Linked DNA regions of Gossypium hirsutum: region 1 is linked to region 2. A link is a contact called in public Hi-C data. All regions are on one chromosome and are shown on one strand. Each heading gives the region's core, a stretch centred on a gene start, on an enhancer-like site or on the middle of the called end of the contact. The rest is flanking DNA. Distances are from core to core; before and after follow the strand shown.

Region 1 (6,887 bases), core at 1,529-4,028, 240 kb before region 2:
TGTTAAATATGAATTGCTACCGAGTATCGGTTTCAACATTCTGTGGAAGAGGGAAAAGATGTGTAATCGAGGAAAAAGTCCGTTTGAACCTTGGGAATAGATTAGGATACAAGTGACATGTCACTAAGATATTTGAGTTCCGAACTCATTGAGTTGAGTCCGAGTTCGTAAGATGTAACTAGGCATCCGAGCTCGTTGAGTTGAGTCCGAGTTCACTTATGGATGCGAACGCCCGAGCTCGTTGAGTTGAGTCTGAGTTCACTTATGGGTGGGTTACATGGTAGCTTAGCTACATAATTTCCGCAGGCTATTGAGTTTGTCTAGCTGCGGGTATGGCACTTACGTGCATGAAATCCATGTATCCGAATTATATTCCGATTGTGTTCAACAGGTAAAGTTCTAGTGAAATGGAAGAATTCTCAAGATGAAAGTGACTAGTTGGTAAGTGTTGTAGAACGGATACTTTGTACAGGTATGTACTTAACCCTCGGGTTGAGACTTCAATATAACAATAATATGGTAAGATCATGAATGAGAAATATGATATGAATGCTTTGGTGATATTATGCAAATGTGGAATTCGTATTATTGCATGGTTATGTTACTTGCTATTTACATGTGAACTTACTAAGCATTTATGTTTACTCCCTCCCTTCTATTCCTTGTAGTTTTGACAAGCCGGCTTGGAGATCAAGACGGTCGGAGGCACACTCACACTATCAACAGACCATTTCGGTATAGTGGCTTGCATATTTTGGGAATATGGCATGTATAGCATTATAATCCTTTTGTGTATATAATCTTATGATATGGTGAATGAGTGATGTGGAAATGCTTGTTGATGATTAGCTATTGGAATGGCTAATCAAAATTTATATTTAGTGCTATGTATGCTTAATGTATTACCTACTCCATGGAAAACCATAAAATGGTGAAATTGGCTATAAAATAGTGTCATACAGCAGCAGTGATGTGAATTTGAAAAATCACTAAAAATAGTAGAAATAGAATTATATGATGAATAAAATATGTAATTGAATCTTAATGAATCTATTTTTAATGTGGAAGAAACAAAATAGGTAAAAAAGTTGTATTTTATGATAAATTTACGTTTTGGTGAAATAGGGTCAGAACGATTTCTGGATCCCCTGTTCTGACTTTATAAATTCACCATAAATTGTGTAAAAATAATTAGGACCCAAATTTTATATGTATGGATTCCTTATTGAGTCTATTTTTAAAAGAAACAAAATTCATAGTCATTGGATCTCTGTACAGGAAGAAATTTGATTGTAGTGCACATGGGTCAGAGTAGCCGAACCCTGAAACAGGGGACACTTTAACTAATAAACTGTACTAATTTGCCAGACCAAAAATTCTAGAAAAAAATTAGTAAGTAGATATCTGAGTCTAGTTTCAGGAAAAATTTACAGAATTGGATTTCGAGTTTTGTAACTCGAGATATGATTTTTTTAGTGACTATGACGCAGTTAGCCAGCTTGTCTGGAAATTCTAAAATAAATTGTTTGAGCTGTTTAATTAATGAATTAAGTCCGTTAACACCTCGTGCTCGACTCCGACTACAGTCTCGGGTACGGGGGTGTTACATTAGAGTAGAAGATATGCAACTTGCAAAACCATATTGTGACAGTCAAACAACCTTTCAAATTGCAACAAGGCTTATTTATCATGAAAAAACTAAGCATATAGAAATCGATTGTAACTTTATAAGGGAAAAATTCAACAGGGCTTCATACATACACAATATATATGCACAAAAGAACTACTTCTTGATGTTATGACTAAAGCACTTGGAGTTCAGCAACATGGTTATCTTGTTTCCAAATTAGGGGTGAAGGACATCTATCACTCCTCCAACTTGAGAGGGAGTGTTAAGAGTATGTTAGCAAGTTAGTTGAAAAGGGTTAGTTAGTTCTATAGCCTTTTAGCTATTAAAGTATGTTCATTTGTAACTTAATGTGTTTTACTTCTTGAATAGAAACTCTTTCGTAGAAGTATCTTCTTTTTTGTATTTTCATCTTCATCACCAAATTTAACAACAATCAACACCCTAACACTCCACCTCGCAAAAAAATAAAAAAAGAATGAATGAAAGAAAGAAGAAAAATCCCACCTAGCAATTGAATCTCCAAAACAATCCTAAATGCAACTCTAAGCCTAATCATGTGGTTAGGCCCTTACAATTCTAGTGGCTAAATCCAACTAATAAATCTATTAAACTAAAAAAAAAAAAAACAAGAACCCAAACAAAGATCAACCAAGAAAAGAATCTCTTCACAACCCATTTCATTCTAGAAAAGCATAATCAAGAAAAGAGAAAAGGAATTGATCATTCCATCTTTTTGGATTTTTATCTATTTTTTATTTTTATGAATATTTTGAAATATTTTACTTATTTTTTATTTTTCATATTTTTTAAAATTTATGTATTTTTATATATTTTAAAAAAATTATTTTGTAAATAGAATTTAGGCCCAATTGAAAGATGTTAGCTAGTTAAATTTGATATTATTTCAATTAAAAGAAAAGTCATTTATATTTTTAATGATTTAATAAATGAGTGACTAAAAAAATTCAATATCAGATAAACCTAAAACATTTTACAATTGAAAATCCAAAACAAAAATAGAGTAATACATGAATGAGCAATAGGGTAGTTTAGCCTCTAGTTTATAAATTATTGATAGATAAATCATACAACTCGATGTGTTCTAGCCTGAACACAATGGGCTGAATCTCCGGTTCAGCTTTGAGGCCCAAACACATAAGGAATTCAAATTCCAACCTCCTTTTTACTCTCAACTTCCCCCCGATCTCTTCAATTCTTTCTCAACCAGAAAAACACACAACTTCAAAAGTTTGAAGGGATATTTTCCAGTTTTGAAAAATGGTGAAACCGGCGGTTTATTTTCTTCCTCTCCTTCTGATGATGACGGCAGTGGAATCAAGTGACGACATGAACAACCCGTACACGCCGTGTTCGGACACCACAGTGCAGTTATCGGATGGGTTCACGTTCGGGATCGCGTTCGGATCAAGGCAATCTTTTTTCTTCGACAGTTCGTTTCAGTTGTCTCCTTGCGACCGCCGCCTCTCTCTCTCCAACTCCAATTCTCCTGTCGCTCTCTTTAGACCTAAAGTTGACGAGATATCTCTCCTCACCATCAACGTCTCTTCCTTCTCTCCGGTTAGCCCCTCTCCAATTCTCTCTCTCTTTTTTCCATTTCTGTTTAATAATTTCATGAATTTTTCAACTATGGAAATTATGAAATTATGGGATCTTTGGATACGGTATCCATGGATTATAATCAGTTAAATTAGTACATTTACTTTGATCTTTAAGTTCCCGTTTAGTGTTTGCTTTTTGCACAATCAATTAAAATGAGAAAACGATTAGAATTTAATATCGAAGCGAATAACACAGTTGAATATATGTTTTCTTGTATAACATGAATATGTAAGCTTTGATGTTTACAGGACTCCGTTGGTGGGTATATGGTTGCATTTTCTGGTCGAAAATACGCTGCAAGGTCCCTGCCCGCTTTTGTCGCAAACAGTTCATACACTGTAACAAGCTTCACTCTTGTAAGCGATTAACCAGAATGTTTTTTTTTCCCCTTCTTATGGTATTAGTTTTTCCTTGTGAGGTCTGTAGAAACTGATGATAATTGTCGTTTATGCAGGTGCTTGAGTTTAAGAAAGGAAGGTTGCAAAACTTGTTTTGGAAAAGGGATGGATGTGCTCAATGCTCAGGAAATTCAAATTTTGTGTGTTTAAACAAGCAAAACTGTGCAATCAACACGAGCAGCTGCAAAAACCATGGAGGGTCTGTCGATTGCAGTCTCGGGATACAGCTAGCATTTTCCGGGACCGATAAGCACCTTTCTGCTCTCAACTCGTGGTATGAAGTGGAGAATCTTCGGCAGTACTCACTGTTTGGTCTTTATTCTAACCTCAGAGATTCTCTCACCAGCCAGTATAATAAGATATTTTAATGGTGCTTCTACTGGTTGGCTTTTATTATTGGTAAGTTTTAATTCTTTTTCCTTCTGCTTTTCTATTGATGTTATGTCTACATCTGTCTTTGCCTCTACTCCTTGGGATGAAACTGGTGCTCTTACTGTACTATGACATTTATGTTTGTAAATCGGGTAGAATAGCTTTTTGTGATTACAAATAGAGATCTGATTCATATGAATACTTCATTCTTCACTCTATTTAGTTTTTTAAACTTTGAATGTTTTTTGTAATATTTTCGTGTTTGATTGGAGTTCAATACCATGTTATTAGCTCATTTTGCACCGTATAGCTTTTATTAAAATGCTATTTCCACAATCCGTCCTTGCATTTAGAGTATAGTTTTAATTTTCGTCTGTTGGTTGCTCTTCTTGCCTTCTATCTTGCAAATATTTTCCCCCAAGTCGATGCCAGAATGTTAAATCATATAGTACTTTATGTATTTTTACTTTGTTTCAGTTAATCTATTTAAATCATGTGGATAAATAAATGATTGAGTGAGAGTATGAAAATGTTATGCACCTTGGCGTAAGATCTAGTCACAGGTCTAGACGAGAAAGTATCTTTACTTCGACCTATGGTTACTCAAAGGCAGATTCGTCTTTGACTGAACCCCCTTCCCAAACTAACGTTTGTGATAAAAAATAAACTCCTCCCTTTGTTTCATATTGGCAGCCTTTTTATATGCTGGTAATTACAAAGGAAAATCCTAATCTAATTTCTAATTTAAAGTCCTAATAGAATTCCTAATTTAAAGTTTATAAGGAAATAGAAAACCTAGTAAAACTAAAACTCTTAAAGAAATTAAATAAATGTAAAACTCTAATTCCTATTCCTCCGTTGATATTGTTTTCCAATGAAAACATCTATATCATTATTCCCCCTCTCGGAGTTGAGCTTGTCCTCAAGCTCAAATTCAGGATAAGCTGCTCGAAAATTATCAATTGGTTCCCAAGTGGCATCTTCTTGAGGACATCCTGCCCATTGCACTAATAGTTCCCGCCGACCTCGATTAAGCCTGGTATTAATAATAGCTTGTGGAGTAGGCAAGGCCTTGCCATCATATACTAAGGGCAAGTCTCCTACCGCATCTAGTTGAGGTCCCTTGTATTCTTTGAGGAAAGAAACATGGAATACATCATGTATTCTGCTGCCTGTAGGTAATTCAAGCTGATAGGCCACTGATCCTATTTTGTTCAAGACTTTAAAAGGACCAAAATATTTTGGCAATAACTTGTGATGCTTCTGTTTAGTTATCGTCAATTGTCGATACTGTTGAAGCCATAACCAAACCCAATTCCCGACTTTAAAATTCAACTCTCTGTGCCCTAAATCATAAGTGGCTTTCATTCGTTGCTGAGCTTGCAAGAGTCTATCCCGAGCATTGTGTAAAAGTGCATCCCTATCTTGTAGAGCCTTATCCACAGCTTCAATCCTTGTAGAACCAGCTAAATAGGAGAGAAGTCGAGGTGGATCCCTACCGTATACTAATTGGAAAGGAGTGGCCTTTAGGGCAGTGTGATATGAGGTGTTGTAGCAATACTCAGCCCATGGAACCCAATCTACCCACTGTCGTGGACGATCACTAGAGAGGCATCGTAGGTACATTTCTATTGTTCGGTTAACTACCTCTGTCTGACCATCAGATTGGGGATGGTATGCTGAGGAAAAAGCAAGCTTAGAACCACTTTGACAAAATAATTCCTTCCAAAACAGGCTGAGGAAAACTTTATCACGGTCCGAAACTATGGATTCCGGCAAGCCATGAAGTTGGAATACCTCTGCAAAGAAAACGGTAGCAACATATATAGCAGTAAATGGATGGGACAAATGTAAAAAATGAGCGTACTTCGACAGTCTGTCCACAACCACCATAAGTACCGATTTCCCTTTTACTTTAGTTAGACCCTCCACGAAATCCATAGAGATATCAGCCCAAACATGTTGTGGTATTGGAAGAGGTTGAAGTAAACCTGTAGGCTGTAAATTTTGCCATTTGTGGCGTTGGCATACTAAACAATGTTGCACAAATTCTGAGGTTGCAAGCTTCATTCCTTTCTAAAAAAAATCTTGGTGAAGACGATGCAATGTTTTCAATTCCCCTTCATGTGCCATAGCATGTATGGAGGAGATAAGAGTGGGAATAATTGGTGAGGTAGGTAAAAGGTATAACCTCCCTTTAAAGAAAATCAACTCATCTTGTGCAACCCAATCGGACCCCAACTCTCTTTGTAGAATTCTTTGCTGGAGTTGTGATAATTCTGGGGAAGCTTCTATTTCTCGTCTGATGGCTTTAAGAATTTCAACTTGAGGGAATGAAACAATCATGAGGTGTGGTAAGTCTTCGTCTTTTCTAGATAAAGTATCTGCAGCTCTATTCAATTTTCTTGCTTTACATTCCACTCGAAAATCAAACCCCATTAGCTTGCTGATCCAATGTTGCTGTGAGGATGTCGTAAGTTATTGGTCTAACAAATACTTAAGACTGAAGTGATCAGTACGGATGAGGAAGTGCCTTCCCCAAAGATAGGGTCGCCAATGAGTCACTGCCTTTGCCAAACCAATTAATTCACGTTCGTAAGTAGCCAACTTAAAGTGTCGATTTGCAACCTTGCAACTGAAAAAGGCAATGGGGTGTCCCTTTTGTTGCAGTACGGCTCCAAACCCACTGTCCGAAGCATCACATTCAACCACAAATTCCTCCGCAAAGTTGGGTAATTGCAAAACTAGGGCTGCTGAAAGAGAAGTTTTTAATTGAGTGAAAGCAACATCAGCTTCCTTAGTCCAGTTGAAGGCATTTTTCTTTAGAAGAGATGTTAAGGGTGCAGCCACTTGTCCATAATTCTTGA
Region 2 (6,956 bases), core at 2,711-5,210:
TTCCACGTGTTAGCTTTTAAAGGAAATTGACTTGAGGTTATTAAGGCCTTATCTTTGAGACGATTGGCTTCCTCAATCTTTATATGGCTAATCAGTTCTTCTAGAGGAATGCCCCACTTCTTATGCTTCAGAAGATTATGGTAGTCGGACTAGATTTTGACAGTTTTTCAATCAGGACGTCTGCTTGGATAATTTCACATATCTTCATCCCTTCAGCTAGGAGGTCGGAGACTAACTTCTCATAGACGTGTACTTGATCCATAATTGGCTTATCATCAGTCATTTGAAATTTGAGTCACTCTCCAATGACATATTTCTTGATCCCAGCATCATTGGCTCCATATTTCTTTTCTAATGTATCCCAAATGGACTTAGTTGTCTTGTTTTTGAAAAATAGGTCAAAGAGGTTGATAGCCATGTGGCTTAACATGTGATATCTGACCATTTTGTTGTCCTTTTCAAACTTGAACTTTGTGGCATCAACATTCGAGTCTCTGAGAACAGTGACAGAATCTCTGGGTTTTTTGGTGACAAGTGGATTGAAGAGGATGTAGTCAATTTCAAGTTGTTTGAAGAATATGACCATCCTTTAGGACCAATGGCAGTAGTTAGTTCCATCAAGATGTTCGAGCTTAGAGAGATTAGGAATATATTTGTTGATTCGGGAATACATGTTTAACAGTAGTAGTAATTTATTTCTAATTTGTTGGAAAATATACTATTACAAAATAAACTTGTTAGCATTGATTGGAAAATAAATGAAGATTAAATGAATAAAGTATTGCTGTGTCATGGAAGAACCACTGCCTTAGAAATGAATTCACCCTTATTGGTGTAATCATATATTAGACATTGTCCCTGAAGGTTAAAAAAGTTCTTCAATATTCGTACACTCAAATAAGGAAGGTAAAAATCAATTGATATTATACTTCTGAAATAATCTGAAAATAGAATTAATCGGAAAAATCACACTAGGATCAATTCCCAGGAAAGTTTTGGAGGAGTCACAGACAGTCCCGCTTAAAACCTAAACTCCTAAATAGAATTTCCTCTAATGAAATTTAAGAAAAATTCTAAAGTTTTAGAAAGAATGAGAGAGTCAAGAGAGAGTAAAAAAAGCTTTATTTTTTCAATTATGTATCAGAAGGAAAAATGCCTCCTATTATAGGATTTTGGAAGGGGCAAAATGATAATATTTTCAGGTAATGGTCAGAAAAATCTTTAACATTTTTGTAACTGTAAAAAACAGTTTGTAATTGTTGGAAATAATGGTTTGTAACTGCTAAAATAAATTTGCATTACTAACAATTTTAAGCTTAATAATATTAGCAATTAATTTTCTTTAAATCAATCCTAAAATTTGAATTAAATGATAAAAAAATAGACAAAATTATCTTTAGATATCAAAATATATAATTTTTGTCAAATATAGATATCACCGTAAAAAAAATCAACTTTAAGTACAAAATAATACACTGAAAGGATGTAGAATTATAATTATAATTATTTATAGATGAGATTTGATTGTATGACTGAATTTACAAACCCTATTTAATATATATACAAGTTTCAGTAAAAGGTTGAATCCAATGCCTTTACTTTTAAGCACATGAATCTCCCTTATTCGAAAGCTTTTCATATAATTTCATTTGTTAAATAATCTTGATGAATCATGTAATGTTGAACTGAAACCAAAGTTTAAGGGTGCATGCAATGGTAGAGAAGAGCAAAAACTGCTGAAGATTACTAACAAGCTAGTTGGTTTTCTCTTTCAGGTGATTGCAATGATTCAGGGGATGAACCAATGCTTAAGGCAATCATCTCTAGGCAGCAATCACTTCAGTCGGAACATGGACTTGGTCAGCCCATGGTAATCTTCCATAAACCGGCTCATCTCACCTTCTTACCTTTGTTAATAATAATAACCTTTTTGGACTCAAAAACTGTAGGTTTGTGCAAAATATCCTTACTTAATGGATCAAGGCTATGGAGTTTTCCCTACTTTTGGACCTCAATTTTCGGTTTGTCTCTTCTATTTTCTCTACCTAACAACTTCTCTTGAATTAATTATACTGCTGGAGTTTTATCGTCATATATGGCACTGGATCTGCTTATTTCTTTCTGATCTATCAAATGATTATGAGCCACATATGTGGCAATGGATGCTCTACGGTTGAGAGATAGCTCCAAATCATCTATAACTGGATCTGTTTAATTCTTGCTAACCCTCATGACCATGGTCGAAATGTTCTTTATCTATATAATGCTCATGTAACCCAAATGTATGAAATTAGGGTCGTGTTATGCTGCCGTTGAACTTGGCTACTGAGGACGGACCCATATACGTAAATGCCAGGCAGTACAATGGAATCATTAGGCGTCGGCGATACCGTGCAAAGGCTGCACTTGAGACTAAAGTGACTAAAGCTCGGAAGGTATATGATCTTCTTTCTTTTGGTTTCTGAATCCTTTAGTTGGGAAAGTTTTGGCCCAAGCTTTTGTGGAGACAAGTTGGATATGGTATATTTAAACAGTACTAGATGGTTCTTGACTTGAAAACTGCATGAAATATTTAGATTATGCTTTTGTCCTACAGCCATATTTGCACTACTCGCGCCATCTGCACGCAGTGCGTCATCCAAGGGGAAATGGAGGCCTTTTCTTGAACACAAAAAGTTCAAACACCGGCAAAGATGGAATGCAGATGATGAAAGCTAATGAAGGGCAACTTTCTCGGCTTACAGGCTCACAAATTTCTCAAGTCCTACAGTCTGACAGTGGAACCATCAACTCGTACAAGGAACCAAATGGAGGAGGCTCAACATTTTCAGGGTCAGAGAGGTGAGCAGCAGCATGTATTCCAGGGGGGATCTCAGCAAGTGGGTTGCAATAGCAGATAAGTATTGTTGCAACCTGAAAATTTGATTCTCGGGGGATTAGTGGGGATTCGGTTTCCCACTTTCCCTGCAGCAACCAAAGGGATCAGGTTTCGGTTGCTAGGCAAATCATTCTTGGCTCGTCTCACTTAAAGCTCTTCTTTACCACTCTCAACGCCATTGCTCTCTTAGGTATGGTGGAAGATGCTCAATTAAACCTAGTATAAGATATATAATGGATCAGTCAGACTATATAAATGGAGTGTTTCCACTGATCCAACAAGAAAGAAAACTTCAAAGTTTGTTTAATTATTATTATTATTTTTTTTTTGTAATCCTAAATGTTTAGAATTGTGGAGTTCCTAACTCGGAATTATGTAGGTATATGTGAAATAATCTTTATGGTTGTGGTATTAGATGTGTTTTATATTATATTCTTGATCTACTTCGTTGGATTACTTTGAGAAGTGCTAAATTTGTCCATACCATTTTGCTTCCTCATGTATAATTCCGCGTATGATCTTGGGATTATTGTTGGTAGTTAAAATGAAAATGAAACCATTTAATATGGTATTTGTGTTATTTTTTTGGTCCAATTTGGTATTTGATCAAAGTTATATATTTTGGTACTTAAAGGTAACAAGGTTAATTATTTAGTGTTTAATTCAAGTTTTAGGGTTAATTTAATGGAAGTTAATTGGTAATATTATTAAGTTTGAATTTTTCATAATTTTTTTAATAAAATAAATTTAATACTAATTGTGAATTTATTTAATCTTGTGTTTAGTTTATCATATATAATATGATTGATATGATTTAATTCGAGTTTTAAGGTTGACTATAAATTTTTATCAACTCAACTCTAAAACCTGAATTCAATACTAAAAGTTAACACTGTTACCTTTATGAACCAAAATATTTAATTTTTATCAAATACAATACTAAATTATTTATTAAACCAAAGGAAAATTGCAAAGGAAAATCCGTAAAGAAATATAATGGGTTCATGTTTTACTAGTTTCAGGTGGCCCAACTAGAATCCAACCCAAAGTTGATAATCCAGATTCTGGACCAACACCAACTAAGGACACTTCAATGGAAAGACAGAAAAAATCCTGCCGAACCTTATCCATCTTCCAGCCATTTCCCATTTTAATTCCTTTTAGAATATCCCATTTCTTTTCATTGTTTCCATTGGTCATCCATTTCTTCTCTTTGGAGAAATATGTCAGCTCCTACACTCCCCATGGCAGCCGGTGTTGCAGCTGTCTCTTCTTCACTTTACAATAACACCAAACCCTCCTCTCTTTTTTCTTCATCGATTCACTTCCTTCCTTCAAGACTTAGCTCTAAGCAGTTAAAACCTTCCAACCTCAAAACCCAAAGCCTCAATTCCCTTCCTTTGTCTCTTAACTTATCTCTCCCACGTCTGCCCTGCTTTTCAGCAGCTTTTGACAGCTTCCAAGTTACTGAAGATGACCAAAGCAGTGGAGAAGAATACCCAGAAACAGAATCTCAAGACCTTGAAGAACAACCACAACAAGAGGAAGCTGAAGAAGATAAGGTTTCAGAGTCTGGCGGTGAAGAAGGAAAGTTGTATGTTGGGAATTTGCCTTATTCAATGACTTCTTCTGAGTTAACTGAGATTTTTAGTGAGGCTGGTAGTGTTGCTAAAGTGGAGGTTTGTGGATTTTTTTTCTTATTGTTTAACCATTCGATTTTGGGTTATCCTACTTTATTTTCCTTGTTCTTTTTTTTTCTTTGGCTAATGGTTTTTTCTCGTTTAATTTTGTTTAATAGATTGTTTATGATCGAGTTACGGATAGGAGCAGGGGATTTGGCTTTGTAACAATGGGGAGCGTTGATGAGGCCAAAGAAGCAATTAGACTGTTTGATGGATCTGTAAGTTCAATAATAGAGTTTTATTTTGACTTTCTACATTAACCATCGCTTGAACCTTCAATTCCCAATGAAATATTATAAATGTATAGACGAAAAGACCATAAAGTAGCTTCTTCTTTTTTTTATCACTAATTTGTTTGCATTGCCTGATTAAACATTTGATGTTGACTGTTGGAACTACTTCCGTTTGAATTCCGGTTTTAATCATTATCTCAACTTAGTCTTAGATCAACTATGTTTATCTGTTATGACATCAGAGCAAATATTGCTCTAAAGAGCTAATATTTGGATCCTGCATGATTCATCTTCTTCTAATGATCAACACTCCTAGAACCACACAAAAGCCCTCTACTCTTCCATCCTCTTAATGTCAGATTCAATTAGATTATATGATTATTAGGTTTACAATTGAAGGGTATTTATTTGATTTTTGGAGCACCATTTCTGTGGGATATTCCATTTTGACTTACTAGTAAATTGTTTGTTCCTAAATGCTAACAGCAAGTCGGAGGTCGGACAGTGAAGGTGAACTTCCCGGAGGTCCCAAAAGGAGGTGAGAGGGAAGTAATGGGACCAAGGATTCGGAGAAGTTACACAAGCTTTATCGACAGCCCTTACAAGATCTATGCAGGAAACCTAGGTTGGCGTGTCACTTCAGAAGGTCTCAGAGACGCATTTGCTAGCCAGCCAGGCTTGTTGAGTGCTAAAGTCATCTATGAAAAGGACACGGGAAGGTCTCGTGGTTTTGGATTCATTTCCTTCGAGTCAGCAGAGACCGTTGAGTCTGCTCTAACTGCCATGAATGGAGTGGTAAGAGTCAGTTACTGAATAACTCAGCATTGAAGTTTTGATTCCCTTTTTAATGTGTGTTTCAATATGGTCACGCTTGTAGGAGGTTGAAGGTCGACCTCTACGATTAAATATGGCTGCAGATAGAGCTCCTCGTACTCCTTTGCCTGCCGAAAATAGTCTTGAGAGGAGCGAATTGGTTTCAAGCGTCACTGTTTGATAGGTATACTAAAACAAATAGGTGATTTTGAAAGGAGGATCTAGAAAATTATGCAGATATATTACCTTTCACTTCCAGATTATGTTTCCATAAATATCATTTTCCACCTTATTCAAGAACTGATTAAAAATGTGTTGCATGTAAATCATAGAGAGAAGGGAGATGATTCACTCGACTTCTAAATTTTGGACTATATGTAGTTCTACATTGTTTGAGTTATGCATATTATGACAATTCCAAAAGTAAAAATTCCTATAGACGTCCATTCTTATTTGGTTAAATAGTCACTTCGATTCTTTCTTGTTGCACTAAGGTTGAGTTGGCCAATTATGAACTTTGGGTCTTGATAAATTTCTGGGCAATTCCCATGAACCATGATTTGCATAACACACGAAATACCTAAAATTGCAACCAGAAATACCTGCAAGTGTTCTAGCTGAGTAATGTCACGGATTTCTTTTGAGCAAACCCCTCGGATTCCTTGGGGGTCCAATATGGAGCAGTAAGGTGTGGTCTTGGTCTTGAGAATTTTCGGTCAAGACCGGGACATCAGCATCCTGAGTACGCATCTTGATGACAGGACAGGGGCCTTAGTGAACTTCTGGCTAGACCAATCCTTCATTGGCGGAGAATGATAAATTTGTTTGGAGAGATGACACAGAGAAACTTCTCAATGTAAAAGGTATACGAATTCCTTTGGGAGGAACAGTGATAATAACTGTTGAAACTATTTTTTGTTATTTAAAAAAAAAACGGGGGTCGACTTTAGTTTTGAAAATGATAAACGAAAATTGAGAGTCGCCACCAATCTTTTTTTGTTTAGGTGTGATCAGGTCAATTAGAAATTTGGTCATTTTAATAAAATATTTTGATTTACTAAAACAATGATCTTGGTCTACGAAATTTGAGAAAACGGGTTCGCGAGTCGGTTACGTATGAGGAAGGATTAGCACCCTGGTAACGCCTAAAATCGGTACCTAATTGATTAATTAATGTCTTGATGTCGAAAGTTGAAAAGATTTTAAAATAAAATTTAAAATATAATCCCTTTTTATGAATGTTCGTTTTACAAAAATATTTGAATAAATCGAAATGGAAGCTAAAGACCTTATCTCGAAGTAATTAAACGTCACATTTAACATGTTAGGACATGACATTTTAAATTATCG

The links. Hi-C and Micro-C count contacts between places; a contact is called where the count stands out from the background.
Region 1: a contact with region 2 is called in a Hi-C map of leaf, with 6 times the contacts expected there. The contact joins the promoter of LOC121228147 here to the promoter of LOC107914412 in region 2. A contact is called at or near these places in 4 of 34 Hi-C or Micro-C datasets (all in leaf).

Annotation. Positions count from the first base shown.
Region 1 is chrA04:18,629,720-18,636,606 of Gossypium_hirsutum_v2.1, reverse strand. LOC121228147 reads left to right here and starts at 2,778. Exons shown (of 4, transcript XM_041111324.1): 1 at 2,778-3,208; 2 at 3,499-3,606; 3 at 3,705-4,047. The coding sequence starts at 2,909. The coding sequence ends at 4,016. It overlaps LOC121228055, which reads right to left and starts at 6,459. Exons shown (of 1, transcript XM_041111184.1): 1 at 6,097-6,459. The coding sequence starts at 6,459. The coding sequence ends at 6,097.
Region 2 is chrA04:18,388,197-18,395,152 of Gossypium_hirsutum_v2.1, reverse strand. LOC107914412 (RNA-binding protein CP33, chloroplastic) reads left to right here and starts at 3,960. Exons shown (of 4, transcript XM_016843325.2): 1 at 3,960-4,557; 2 at 4,677-4,778; 3 at 5,280-5,588; 4 at 5,671-6,044. The coding sequence starts at 4,102. The coding sequence ends at 5,787. LOC107917372 (nuclear transcription factor Y subunit A-10) reads left to right here and starts at 1,187. Exons shown (of 6, transcript XM_016846730.1): 1 at 1,187-1,202; 2 at 1,776-1,870; 3 at 1,950-2,021; 4 at 2,295-2,435; 5 at 2,597-2,841; 6 at 2,971-3,103. The coding sequence starts at 1,187. The coding sequence ends at 3,103.